Linked DNA regions of Mus musculus: regions 2 and 3 are each linked to region 1. Evidence: chromatin contacts called from public HiChIP or PLAC-seq data. All regions are on one chromosome and are shown on one strand. Each heading gives the region's core, a stretch centred on a gene start, on an enhancer-like site or on the middle of the called end of the contact. The rest is flanking DNA. Distances are from core to core; before and after follow the strand shown.

Evidence for each region. HiChIP or PLAC-seq counts read pairs in DNA pulled down with a chosen protein or histone mark.
Region 2: a contact with region 1 is called in a FOXA1 HiChIP or PLAC-seq map of pancreatic cancer cells. The contact joins two enhancer-like sites. A contact is called at or near these places in 4 of 484 Hi-C or Micro-C datasets (adipose-derived mesenchymal stem cells, bone marrow-derived macrophages and nephron progenitors) and 2 of 115 datasets of contacts at active chromatin or transcription factors (astrocytes and pancreatic cancer cells).
Region 3: a FOXA1 HiChIP or PLAC-seq map of pancreatic cancer cells shows a contact between it and region 1. The contact joins two enhancer-like sites. A contact is called at or near these places in 1 of 484 Hi-C or Micro-C datasets (Th1 cells) and 3 of 115 datasets of contacts at active chromatin or transcription factors (CD8 T cells, embryonic basal ganglia and pancreatic cancer cells).

Annotation. Positions count from the first base shown.
Region 1 is chr8:34,187,964-34,192,038 of GRCm38.p6, forward strand. No RefSeq gene overlaps it. Among named protein-coding and RNA genes, the nearest start is that of Gm33638, 17 kb to the left of the region's middle. Within about 2 kb of position 2,293, at least 36 of the 459 cell types and tissues checked have an H3K27ac peak or open chromatin away from gene starts, as enhancers often do. A contact at or near this core is called in pancreatic cancer cells, where this site is marked.
Region 2 is chr8:34,576,029-34,580,465 of GRCm38.p6, forward strand. No RefSeq gene overlaps it. Among named protein-coding and RNA genes, the nearest start is that of Gm46068, 6.8 kb to the right of the region's middle. Within about 2 kb of position 2,238, at least 24 of the 459 cell types and tissues checked have an H3K27ac peak or open chromatin away from gene starts, as enhancers often do. A contact at or near this core is called in pancreatic cancer cells, where this site is marked.
Region 3 is chr8:34,662,696-34,667,178 of GRCm38.p6, forward strand. No RefSeq gene overlaps it. Among named protein-coding and RNA genes, the nearest start is that of B930018H19Rik, 25 kb to the left of the region's middle. Within about 2 kb of position 1,961, at least 11 of the 459 cell types and tissues checked have an H3K27ac peak or open chromatin away from gene starts, as enhancers often do. A contact at or near this core is called in pancreatic cancer cells, where this site is marked.

The DNA.
Region 1 (4,075 bases), core at 1,043-3,542:
CCAATTGGCAACCTCTTGAGAAGAAGAACTAGTGTTTGCTGACGGCCTCTCACGGAGTGTAGAAACCACACTAAAGTGCTGGTCCCGTGCCCGGCTGTAGACGGCTAACACAGAACGAACTCAGTGGTCTCTCTGCAGATGTTTTGGAGAGATCACATAGTGCTTAGTTTGGACCTATGTTACCCTCCTGGTCTTGTGCTTATATATTATGGTTTCTGATTTTTGTGGTTTTATGAGTTTCATGTGTATAAGTTTGTGTAAGCTTCTCTGTGTGTACAGTGTATATGGTTTTTTGGGCTCTCTTTCTGTTTGTTTTCTTTTAGTCTGGATATATATATGTTTGTTTTCTAAAAAGAGAGAAAGAAGTCATGGAGTTGGATGGATGGGGAGGTGGGGTGGGAGGATCTGGGAGGAGATGAAGGGAAGGAAGCCATGAGAAAATACTGTATAAAAACCATACTTTCAATTAAATAAAAAAGAAGGGAAAAGTATATCACATATTTTGACCATATTCTCCTTCTCCAGCCTTCATCTTTCTCCTCCCTGACCCTCCCTTGTTCCCATTACTTTCCTTCTTTCCTCGAGGCTCCGGAAGGATGAAACTTTGTTAAAAGAAACTCAGTCTCTGGAGAAAGACAACTTCCAAGTGTTAAATCTGTGTTTTTTTTTTTTTTTTTTTTTAAAAGTCCACTAGCTAGGCATTTCCTCAGTGTGATACATGTTCAATTACTCGTTTTTTAGCATTGCCTAATTTAGATAAGGTTTTACCAGAAAGCCACGGAAAAGCTATGATTTCAGCATTTCAAATGGCCTGTGCCTCTGTAGCGGAAGTATCCCATTTCGCAAGTGATCATTAAGGACAGGAACAGGGTGAATTTGTTAGTCAGTCACCGAGCTCCTCATTAGTGAGCTAGCTAGTAAGGTGGCCTGCTGAGTGATTAGGAGGAAAGATGGAGAGAGGAATTGCATACTTCCAGATCCGATCTTGTTAATACTGGATAGCTGATTAATAACTGCGGAGAAAAGAAAGGTCCTTCTGGATGGCCCACAGGGAGCAATACCTAATTAGAGGAAGCTTCCCCTGCCAAACACAGCTGCTGCCTACGGGTTGATGCATAACCTTGTGACATCGCGCTTGGAACTGAGCCTAACTCTTGCCCCTTTCTCCCGGAGTGTGCCGGTATGATTCACCGATGGGAAGAGCGGTTCTCTGGAGGTGAGCCCTCCTACGCGTGAGCCTCAGATCCCGATGGACTCGTTTTGAATTCACCCTCCCTTGGAGATTGTCAATTAGGTAATCTCTCCTACTCAGGTTTATGATTAAGGTGAATTAGAAAATTAGTGGCACTTAAACTGGTTATGAGAGATGCCTGAGCTTGGGTGGGCCTGACAAGGCATAACTACGCTCTGCAGCACTTCATATGAGCCTTGAACCTTGTCTCCCCCAGCTTCTTGGCTGGGCAGAATTTCATTCCTGTTAATGCTGTCATTGATAGAGCAGCTAATTGTTAACTCAAAGGACAAGGAGGGGGAGAAGTCTCCAAACTTATCCGAACTTTGGGATGATAATCAGGCATGCCTTTCTTTCAAATTCTTTCTCAATAAGCACAACAAACACAAACAGAAACTTTGGAAATTTATAAGGGAAAGAGAATGGGGTGACCCGATCAACACACTCCCTTAGGGATAGCCACGTGACACTGGCATTCAGTAAGACCAATTGATAACCAGTCTAAGGACATAGCTACTGCTTCTTCTTCTTCTTCTTCTTCTTCTTCTTCTTCTTCTTCTTCTTCTTCTTCTTCTTCTTCTTCTTCTTCTTCATTTATTTATTTATTTATTTATTTTATGTATATGAGTACACTGTGAGCCTTCATGTGGTTGTTGGGAATTGAATTTTAGAATCTCTGCTTGCTCCGGTTGCCCCTGCTCGCTCCGCTCCAGTCAACCCTACTCTGGCCCAAAGATTTCTTTATTATTATAAATAAGTACACTGTGGCTGTTTTCAGAAACACCAGAAAAGGGCATCAGATCTCATTATGGGTGGTTGTGAACCACCATGTGGTTGCTGGGATTTGAACTCAGTGCCTTTGGAAGAGCAGTTAATGCTCTTACCCACTGAGCCATCTCACCAGCCCCCAGGAAGTAACTTCTGAACATTCAATTGTGTTTCACCGATCTGGGTCTAACTCCTTTGTGTGCGTGCTTTGCATGTGCATAGTAATATGTATGAGTAAGCACAGAAGCTAGAGGAAGGTTTTGAGTGGCTTCCTCTAACACAGTAGTTTTCAACCTGTGTGACTCATTGGGGTGGTGGTGTCAAAGGACCCTTTGACAGGGGTTGCATATCAGATATTTACATTATGATTCATAGAATTATGGTGTAACAACAAAAATAATTTTATGGTCAGGGGTTACCACAACATGAGGAACTGTATTAAAAGGGCCGCAGCATTTGTAAAGTTGAGACGACTGATGTAACACTTTATGCTTTATTTCTTTGAGGCTGGTTTTCTCTGAACCTTATGATTCTGATTTTTGGCTAGGCTGGCAGCCAGCAAGTCCTAGAGAGCCCCTATCTTTGTCACCACTCCTTTATGAGTGAGGCTATAGGCACAGTGAGCATATGCCTGTCTTGGTATGTGGGTGCTGGGATTTGAATTCAGGTCCTTGTGGATATGCAGCAAGCACTGTAACCACGGAACCATTTCTCCATTCTGCTAAGATCCATCTTTATGCAGTGGTATCCTGCATCGGTTACTGTTTTTTGATACTGTTGGAAAAAGGAATTGTTTTAATTTCCTTTCAGATTGTTCATTACTGGTTGTATAGAAATTCAACATATATATTGGTTTCTTACAGTGTAGTGCCTTAGACCCTGTTCTATCACTGTGAAGAGACACTATGACCATGGCAAACATATATATATATATGTATATATATATGTGTGTGTGTGTGTGTGTGTGTGTGTGTGTATGTGTATATGTGTGTGTGTGTGTGTGTGTGTATGTATATATAGTATTAGTTAGGGTTTTACTGCTGTGAACAGACACCATGACCAAGGCAAGTCTTATTAAAAAAAAAAAACAACAGCAATATTTAATTGGGGCTGGCTTACAGATTCAGAGGTTTAGTCCATTACCATTAAGGTGGGAGCATGGCAGGCATGGTGCAGGAGGAGCTGAGAGTTCTACATCTTCATCCAAAGGCTGCTAATAGAAGACTGACTTCTAGGCACCTAGGGTGAGAGTATTAAGCCCACACCCATAGTGACACACCTATTCCAACCAGGTCACACCTATTCCAACAAGACCACTTCCAAATGTGCCATTTCCTGGCCCAAGAATATACAAACCATCATATATATACATATATATGTACATATGTGTATATATATATATATATATATACACATACATACATATATATACACACACATATATGTATATATACATATGTAATTTTATTGGAGCTGGCTTACAGTTTTATAGTTCTAGCCCATTGTCACCATGGTAGGGAGCATGGCCACATGCAGGCAGACATGGTACTGGAGAAGAAGCTGGGAGCTATATCCTCTTGGCAGGAAGAGAGAGGGATTCTGAGCCTGGCTGGTGCTTTTGAAACCTTAAATGCACAATGACATACTTCCTCCAATAAGGCCACACCTACCCCCAAAAGGCCACACCTCTATCCCATCTTAAGTAGTGCCACTCCTTGATGACCAAGCATTCAAATATGTGAGCCTATGGGGTCCACTCGTACTTAACCAGCACAAGTGTCATAGATTGGCTTTAACACAAACATATTAGTAGAATCATTAAAAAGTTAGCATGCCCTCCCCTTTTCTAGACTTGAAAGCCTGAGGATTACTATTAATAGAGTCTTGATATTAATGTTTGATAATATTCTACAGTGAAGTCACCTGTCCTAGATTTTCTTTGTAGAAAACTGTAAAATTGCTCATTCAACCTCTCTATAGGTTACAGGTTTATTCATAGTTTTCGTTTCTTTATGAGTCATTTTTCAAAGTTTGTGTACTGTGAAGAATTTTACTTAGGTTATTGAATTTGATGAC
Region 2 (4,437 bases), core at 988-3,487, 390 kb after region 1:
ACCTCAAACTCTGAAATCCACCTGCCTCTGCCTCCCGAATGCTGGGATTAAAGGCATGTGCCCCCACTACCTGGCTCGACATATTTCAACAGGACAAAAAAAGATACTGCAATATGACTTCCCAGTCTCCTCCTACATACTGGGAACATTGAAGTCACATGTTCAAAAACTAGAGAAGTGACCTCTATTAGTATAGATTAGAACTTTCTGCTATATTAATTTATAAACCAAGTCATTGTTTGGGAAGATAGCTTAGTCAGTAAAGGGTTTTCCTTAAAGCATGAAGACTTGAATTCAGTGCTCAGAATCCATGTTTTGTTTTGTTTTGTTTTGTTTTGTTTTGTTTTGTTTTGTTTTGTTTTAATGTCAACCATGGTCATGTGTACTTGGAATCCCTGTGGTGAAGAGAAAGCAGAGGCTAGAGTCTACTCACTGATTTCCAGACCAGCATGAGTCCCTGTCAAAGAAAACAAGAGAGAACAGTACCCAAGGTTGACCTCTGGCATCCACGTGCACACAAGTGTGCATACACAGGCAGGCACACACACACACACACACATACACACACTGTACACATACAACATTGAGTAAACAGATGGTTGACTAGAAAGCATGGATAGATTTCATGAGATTAAGTTGCAAGCTCTATTCATGAATGGAGAAATGCAAAGAGGAGCATCCAGAATATGGGATGAGATTAAAATTTGATGTCACCAGGACTTGATACTAGCAGGAAACCAAGTAAATTTGGATAATATTGATCTCTTCTTCCCCATACTGTCAATAAAAATAGAACATTCCTTAAATATTAACACAAGACAGAGAATGTCTCCATTAAGGAATACTTTTACTTAGAATGCAAAATGAAAGCTAACATAATCTCAGAAGCAGATACAGATTTGTCTGTGGGGAAATGGTGCCCTGACAGATGCTTCAGTGACAACTAGGGACTTAGAACACTAGGGAGGGACAGGAACTGTGAGAAACTGTCAGTGTGTCCATAGTGGAGGTTGGAACAGAGAGTCTGGTGCTTTCTAGTAAACAACCCCTACCCTGGTGACAATGGGTAAAACCAGCAACCTCTCCTGAGCCTCTGACCTCTTTATTTTTGACTCCACAATGGATTCACTGGATAGCATTGATTCTTTGGATAGTGCAGATTTTGTGTACCAAATCAACTTCCATATTAGAAAGAGAATATTCTAACCTTCCAAAAAGAGTTTTTAAGCAGCTCCTTCAGAGATCTATTTCTTAATAAAAAATCATGCTTTGCCTTTTTTTGTTCAGTGAGCCAGGCCTCCAGGAACAAATGAACTATGCCTGGTTAAGCTGACAAAGCTTTCTAAATCCCATGTCTACGTTGCAAAGCATCCTGGGAAGTAGTTTCTTACTACAACCCAAGCTCCAGGATGAACATATTATTGAACTTTCTCCAAAAGGAGGTACCTTATCAAGAGTACCATCCAAGGCTGTGATGGGAGAAAGAGCAAATGCCTTATGACTAGGGAAGATGATACTCATTTTGAGTTATGGCTCAAACACTAGCAATGGAGGCTCAAACCACAAGAATTCCTGTGGAAATCATTTTATAGTTACTGATGACGGACCTGCTTGGTGTGAGATAGTGCAAGGGAGACAAAGCTAAAACATCCAGAGACACTTTCACTCTAAAAAAGGAGAGGTGATCATTTGTGTAGCTGGAAGTAGAGACTAGTAATCACATAGAAGACTTAGTTCCATGGCTGTGGTAGTTTGGACAGGGACATGTTACTTCTAACAATGTATTGTGTGCTATTCTAGACATCAGGTTTGTGTTGGCTTATTTAATTCTCTAGTAACTAGAAAGTATGTAGTATTATTAATCCTGTTTATGGACTCATAGAAAATGAGAAAAATGCTGGGCAGTGGTGGTGTACGCCTTTAATCCCAACACTTGGGAGGCAGAGGCAGGAGGATTTCTGAGTTTGAGGCCAGCCTGGTCTACAGAGTGAGTTCCAGGACAGCCAGGGCTATACAGAGAAACCCTTTCTGGAAAAATCAAAAGGAAAAAAGAAAGTGAGAAAATCATTCATAGTCCTAGTGGCTAACCAGGGGCACGAACTGTGGCTGTCCCACAGTCCTTGCTCTTGGTCACTACCTTGCTGTCTTGTGATTGGCAGGTGGAAGCCAATCAAGCTTGCAGGGAGGAGGGGATGTTTACACAGAGCCTGGAGCTGGGTGGGGCATTTGATCCGTAAACATAGGAGGGACCACATTCCTAGCAAAGTAAACAGTGTGAGGAGAAGCAGGGGGCCTGGCATCCCTAGGCTTATTGTTTCCTCGGGAGCCAACAATAGTCCCACAGCCCCAGCACAAGGGCGAGTTCAGAAATAATAACTTAGCAACCTAAAGAGCCAGAAGGAAAGGCCAAGCAGGAGGAGCAGACAATGGCTGAATGTAGCCTTTGGAACTTCAATTTCCACGATTTGTATGGAGTCTCTCTATTCCAATCTCTAGGCGAATAGCTGACTTGAAAAGGAAGCATAAGTTCTATCAAGGAAAATCTCTTCCTGAGTAATTCAAGTTATATCCCAAACTGCAGATACAGGTTTAGGGCAGAGTGCTTGCTTAGCATGTGCCAGACCCTGAGATAATGTCTGTCTGCCGGACCATCGGTTGGTCAGATGGTCAGTTGGTCTATTTACCTATCATCTGTCTCCGTTGTGTGGTGCTAAGGATCAAAGCCAGAACCTAACACAAGGTAACTAAGCATACTTGCATTGAGTTCCAGCGCAAGCCTTGTCTCATTAGGAGACAGCGGTGCCTCTGTAAAATTACTCAGGCTAACCTTGGGCTCACTCTGTAATCCAGGCAGGTTCTGAATTTGGGAGTCTTCAGCTTCAGTACCCTGAGTAGATGACAGATTGTGGGTGTGCATCACTAGACCTGGCCAGCGAGTGAGATGTCTTCTATTGCTACAAAGCTTATCTCTCGAGATTTTAAGAGCAGTCTTCATGAGCAGTCAGTCATATTGCTTATGAATAGTGGAACTGAGAATTAAGGTGTAAGAAATATTACAAGTAAACCTATGTTGTTCCCTTTCACGGATCGCTAATGTGTTTCATATCTCACATGAATTAAAACCATGATTCCAAACCAGGAAGACGGAAGAACAAGGTCTATCAAAGCTGAGTTGAGAGGAATGAGTATGCTGAGGCTCTATGAACCCTTCTTTTCCAGGGTGACATGGGTGGGGGGCTGTAGCTTCTTCAGACATGTGAGCCAGCCTGGGCTCACGTTCCCAGAATCTGGAAGAAGGTGAGAAGTTACTGTGGAAGTGGTACAAGTAGTTCCTATTTGAAGCAAATGTGGTCCAGATGTTAGTTCCATTGGTCTTCCATCCCATCCCTTCATCCTAACTAGGAAAAGAAGGATCTCTGGGCTTGACCCCATGCAGACTTTTGGTTCTCACAATTCCATCTCCTATCTGTGCTGCCTGGAGGAAGTTAATTACTTCTGTGATTAATCTGTTTATTTACACAGAAAGTAAAGATTATAACATTTTATTGAAAGGTCACTGAAAAATCACCCAGGTGGATGGTGTGAAGCTCTTCGCATGGTGCCTGCACACCACAGATGCTCAGAAAGACTCCCTTCTCCCTTCCTTTGCCCTTCCCATCTTCCTTCTGACATCACCCACATCCTCAGAGCACCTCACAGCATTCTCAGCATGTGCTGTTACCACCTTACCTAGTTTGTCTCTGAAAACCAGAGACTCAACCCTTCCCAAGGAGAAAACTAGAACCAAGTTTAAAAAGTAGAATTGACTTTGTGGCCTAGTCGTGGCTTTTCTGAGAAATGCTGCTAAGAAAAGGGAGCTAAAATTAAAGGAGAGCATGCTGTTAAAAGAGAAAACATTCAGGCCTCCTGAAATGGTATTTTGATCAACATTTATCTGTTGAAGTAGCTGCTCATTTATGCCTCTGCCCAACACAGATCCAACAAGGTCTTCAGATAAAGATTCTTAACTCTCTACCTCCTTCCTCTAGATTAGTTACTGTCTGTTACTGTGATGAAACACCATGACCAAGACACCTTATAAATAAAAGCATTTAATTTGGGGCTTGGTGTTTCAAAAGATTAGCGTCCAACTTGTATTTCCACCTCACTAGTTATTGTAATCATCTAGGAATGATTTGCGGTGTGTAGGAAGATATGCATAGTTTATATGCAAATTCTCTACCATTATGTAAGGGATTGGAGTGTTTGTAGATTTGGTTATGACTGGGGTTGTTGAGGGATGGTTTGAGGCACTGTGTATTCAAATGCTGAATTCTATGCCCAGATGGCCCGTTGCAGTACAGACAATGGTATGGTCAATCATCGCCAGTCTTTATGTTATGCAAAAGTTGTCTTCCAACACCCCTGATTGGTTAATAAAAGAGCTGATGAGCCAAT
Region 3 (4,483 bases), core at 711-3,210, 470 kb after region 1:
GAAATGGATTGTAGGATGGATGACTAAGCCAGGAGACCAGGCTTAGTCTGGTCCAGGAACCAAGGTCTGGAACGACATTCCTTGGGCTTCAGTCATGTCTTCTGCGGTGTGAATTTAATCTTCCTTATAATAAAACTTCAGTGAGAAAGCTGAAGGCAATTGTGTTCCTCTTTTGGTTCTGACCTGGTCTTTAGGTAGCTAAGGGGAATTTCATAGAAAGTCCCGCCCTACACTTCCAGAGAGAACGTAGACTGAGAGCATTTTCTTAGGTTCAGCAGTGCCCAAGCTCCATACCTTAGCGGTTTGTTTTCTGAGCTCTAGACTTCCTTTTGAGAAGCACTGCTCAACTTGGAAAGTACCTGAACCCTTAGAAGCCATAATCTTGCTGGCTGTCATTCATCCTGGGCTCTCAGATATCCCTACATAGCAGCAGTGACATCCACAGTACCTCCTGATCCAGGATTTCATGTCTCCTGACTTGCTGGGAAATTCTACTCGTTGCTTGGGTTCTAGGCGGGAATCTCATACATGTCTCAGAGGAACCACCGTTCTGAACCATTTGTAATGTGTTGGTGGGATCAGGCTTCAGACCTGCTAAATCAGAGCAAGTTTCTGTGTGAGACACCAGCCTCAGCCAGATTTTTTGGATACTTAAGTTGGGGGTCAATCCTACCAGAATCATTCTTGATCATTACACTGTCCCTGACTTTCAGCTCACCTGAGCAATGTACCCCGAGGGCAAGTCCTCTTGCTTCTTGCACCCTAGCTAATGAAATAACTCACCCCTTCATTCAGCTTAGTTCCCTATAGCCAACCTCAGAGGAAACACCATCAACCATCAACCATCATTGTGTTCTTGCTTGAGCCCAATATTCCCACCCCAGGCTCTTCTGCATCCATGGAATGAAGTTCATGATTCTCTTCCTCCCAGAGAAGGAACCAGATTCATTACCTGTCATATCTTCAGTAGCTGATTGATTTCAATTTGATAATTTTTCTCAGATCTGATGACAGTATTTCAGGGATTTAAGACATCTCCATGATAGGGTCTTTTAAGTAATACCTACATTTATTTATGAAACCAACCATCTTCTCACTTTTCTTTACAAGTTTTTTCTTATGGTTAAATTAAAGACAAGAGTTGAACTATCCTTCGTTTTAATTCCCACCCCCTTTTTCTGTTATCTGTCATTGAAAAGTTTTGTTTGTTTAACCAAGGGACAAGGCTTTGTTGGACAGGCTGATTCTTATGTAAAACACACATATTAGAAATTCAATATTCCAATTCTATTATATAAATTAATTACATAACATTATATGCTTTTATCTTTACATAATTTATGTGTCTCCTGTCTTATATAACATGTTTGTCTTATTTGGGATTAGTAACACAGTTGTGTATTAGAAATATAATACACTGGAAATATATTGTGTATTATATAACCTGTTGGAAATGTAAAATAAGACAAATAGTGGTTCTCATGTTTGACCACACAGCATGGTGGAACTGGGCTGTTAGCCTGAGAAAGGCCCAGAAGCTTCTGTTGCCTTGGGCTCAAGAGACTGATCGCTATTATCTTGGTACATGAGTACCAAGTCTGTTTTTTCAGTCTTCTCATTTGGTTCACTGCAGGAAGGGGCTGGGGAGAGAGTGTGGGGGGTGGGGGTAGCTGCTTCTTACCTGAATCTCAAGGATAGACCATGAGATAGTAAACTGAGCCAGAAAGCTGACTTATTAGCCCACACCTTATTAGCTTATTATGGAAATATAAACATATAAATCCCCAACCATCACAGGTCACCAGCATAAGCAGCAACCAGAAGCAAAAGGAAGGATCCTACGGGCATCAGAGGACAACCTAAAGCACATCTTAGTTTCAGACTTCTGGCCTCCAGAACAATGACTAAGTCCTTCTTGTTTAAGTAACCCAGTTTATATTATTTGGTTAAGGCAAACCCATGACACGGAAGCAGCTGTATACACAAAATAGACTCTGCATGAATGGAATTGCGGGGAATACCATGTCTAAAGGCAATGGGCTGTGAAAGCTAGCTTATCTTGCTGCTTTTAGAAAGGACCTTCCAAAGGAGCCTCACAGATTTGACGTCTATGAGCAAAGCCCCATTTCCACAGAGACAGTACTTATGAAGAGATGAGTGTTTACAGAGTCACATTTAAAGTCTAACAGAAGCCCCAACGCCGGGGCACCTGTGTCCATTTCCAAGCAACAAGTAGTTCCAGCAAGACCTAGAGAACCAGATTCAGAGATAGTGAGGGCGCGCATGGGCATCTAACTTAATGGCATCTTCCAGTTTGTTGTTGTTGTGGTTTGATTGGTTGGTTTGTCTTTTCTTGTTTTTGTTTATGTTTTTGGTTCCTTGCAAATAAAACTCACAGGTGGTCAATATGTCAGGACATGTGGGAAGTATCCAAGAACAAGTTCCCCCAGCTTATTGAATGGCGTTCTCTTTGGGAACCAACAGATTAATAACCAAATGAATGGACTCTTTACATCAATCATGTGGCTAATATTGAGTATGTTAGTCTGAATTTTGAGGTCATCCGATTAGTTGGCAGGAGTGAATGGTGACAGAGTGGGCACCTTGTTGACCACTGCTGTGACTCAGTTTCCCCCAGCCATCCACAAGTTCTAGAAACCCCTCCTCTGGGCAGAAGGATGCCACCAGCTTGACTTCGGGCTCTGGAAACAGCTGCCTTGCTGGATACGTCCAAGAACATGCTGACTCTCAGAGCAGCAAACAACCAAGAGTCCTACACTGCTCTCACCCTTCCCCTCCTGCACCACAAGTAGGATGATGCACCATTGTCTGACCCGTGGCTAGACCCAAACGATGGAGGAAACAGATAAAAGCCATTTTGGCATTCTTCTGAAAAGGGTCAGATAGGAATGGTTGCCCATTGGACACGCAAACTTTATATGCCCCAGTACAGGGGAACGCCAGGGCCAAAAAGTGGGAATGGGTGGGTAGGGGGGTGGGGGGGGGAGGGTATGGGGGACTTTTGGGATAGCATTGGAAATGTAATTGAGGAAAATACGTAATAAAAATATTTTTAAAAAATTAAAAAAATAAAATGTTAAAAAGAGAGAGAGAAGGAACTCACACAATATGTACTCACTGATAAGTGGATATTAGCCCAAAACCTAGAATACCCAAGATATAAGATACAATTTCCTAAACACATGAAACTCAAGAAAAATGAAGACTGAAGTGTGGACACTATGCCCCTCCTTAGAAGTGGGAACAAAACACCCTTGGAAGGAGTTACAGAGACAAAGTTTGGAGCTGAGATGAAAGGATGGTCCATGTAGAGACTTCCATATCCAGGGATCCACCCCATAATCAGCATCCAAATGCTGACACCATTGCATACACTAGCAAGATTTTATCGAAAGGACCCAGATGTAGCTGTCTCTAGTGAGACTATGCTGGGGCCTAGCAAACACAGAAGTGGATGCTCACAGTCAGCTAATGGATGGATCACAGGGCTCCCAGTGGAGGAGCTAGAGAAATTACCCAAGGAGCTAAAGGGATCTGCAATCCTATAGGTGGAACAACATTATGAACTAACCAGTACCCCGGAGCTCTTGACTCTAGCTGCATATGTATCAAAAGATGGCCTAGTCGGCCATCACTGGAAAGAGAGGCCCATTGGACACGCAAACTTTATATGCCCCAGTACAGGGGAACGCCGGGGCCAAAAAGGGGGAGTGGGTGGGTAGGGGATTGGGGGTGGGTGGGTATGGGGGACTTTTGGTATAGCATTGGAAATGTAAATGAGCTAAATACCTAATAAAAAATGGAAAAAAAGAGAGAGAGAGAGAGAGAAGGAAAAGAATCCCAGGTGAGGAACTGGAGAGATGGCTCAGTCCTTAGGAACACTTGTTGCTCTTGCAGAGGACCCAGGTTTGATTCCCAGCACCCACATGGTGGCTCATAACCATCCATAACACGAGTTCCAGGGGGTCTGAAGCCCTCTTCTGAGTTCTGCAAGGATCCAGGCATTCATATGATACATGCACAGATATGTAGGCAAAACACCCAAACAGGTAAAATAAGACAAAACAAACAAATAGAATCTAAGTAGTATGTATTGGTCATCCCAGAACTCCTGAGGCTGAGGCACGATAACTAAAAACCAATTCTTTAAACAGAAAATGTTATTGCTTTCCCCTAAACTTCCAATCAGGATCCCTCAAAACTGCTTTCTAAACCTACTAAGAAAACTACCAGATCTCTTCATATTAAGAAAATCAAGGCTTGGGGTTGCAGCAATGGTTCAGTGGTTAAGAGCACTGACTGCTTTTCCAGAGGTCCTGAGTTCAATTCCCAGCAACCACATGGTGGCTCACAACCATCTGTAATGAGATCTGATGCCCTCTTCTTCTGTGTCCAAAGAGAGCACCTGTGTACTCATATACATATACATAAAATAAATAAATAAATCTTTAAAAAAAGGAAA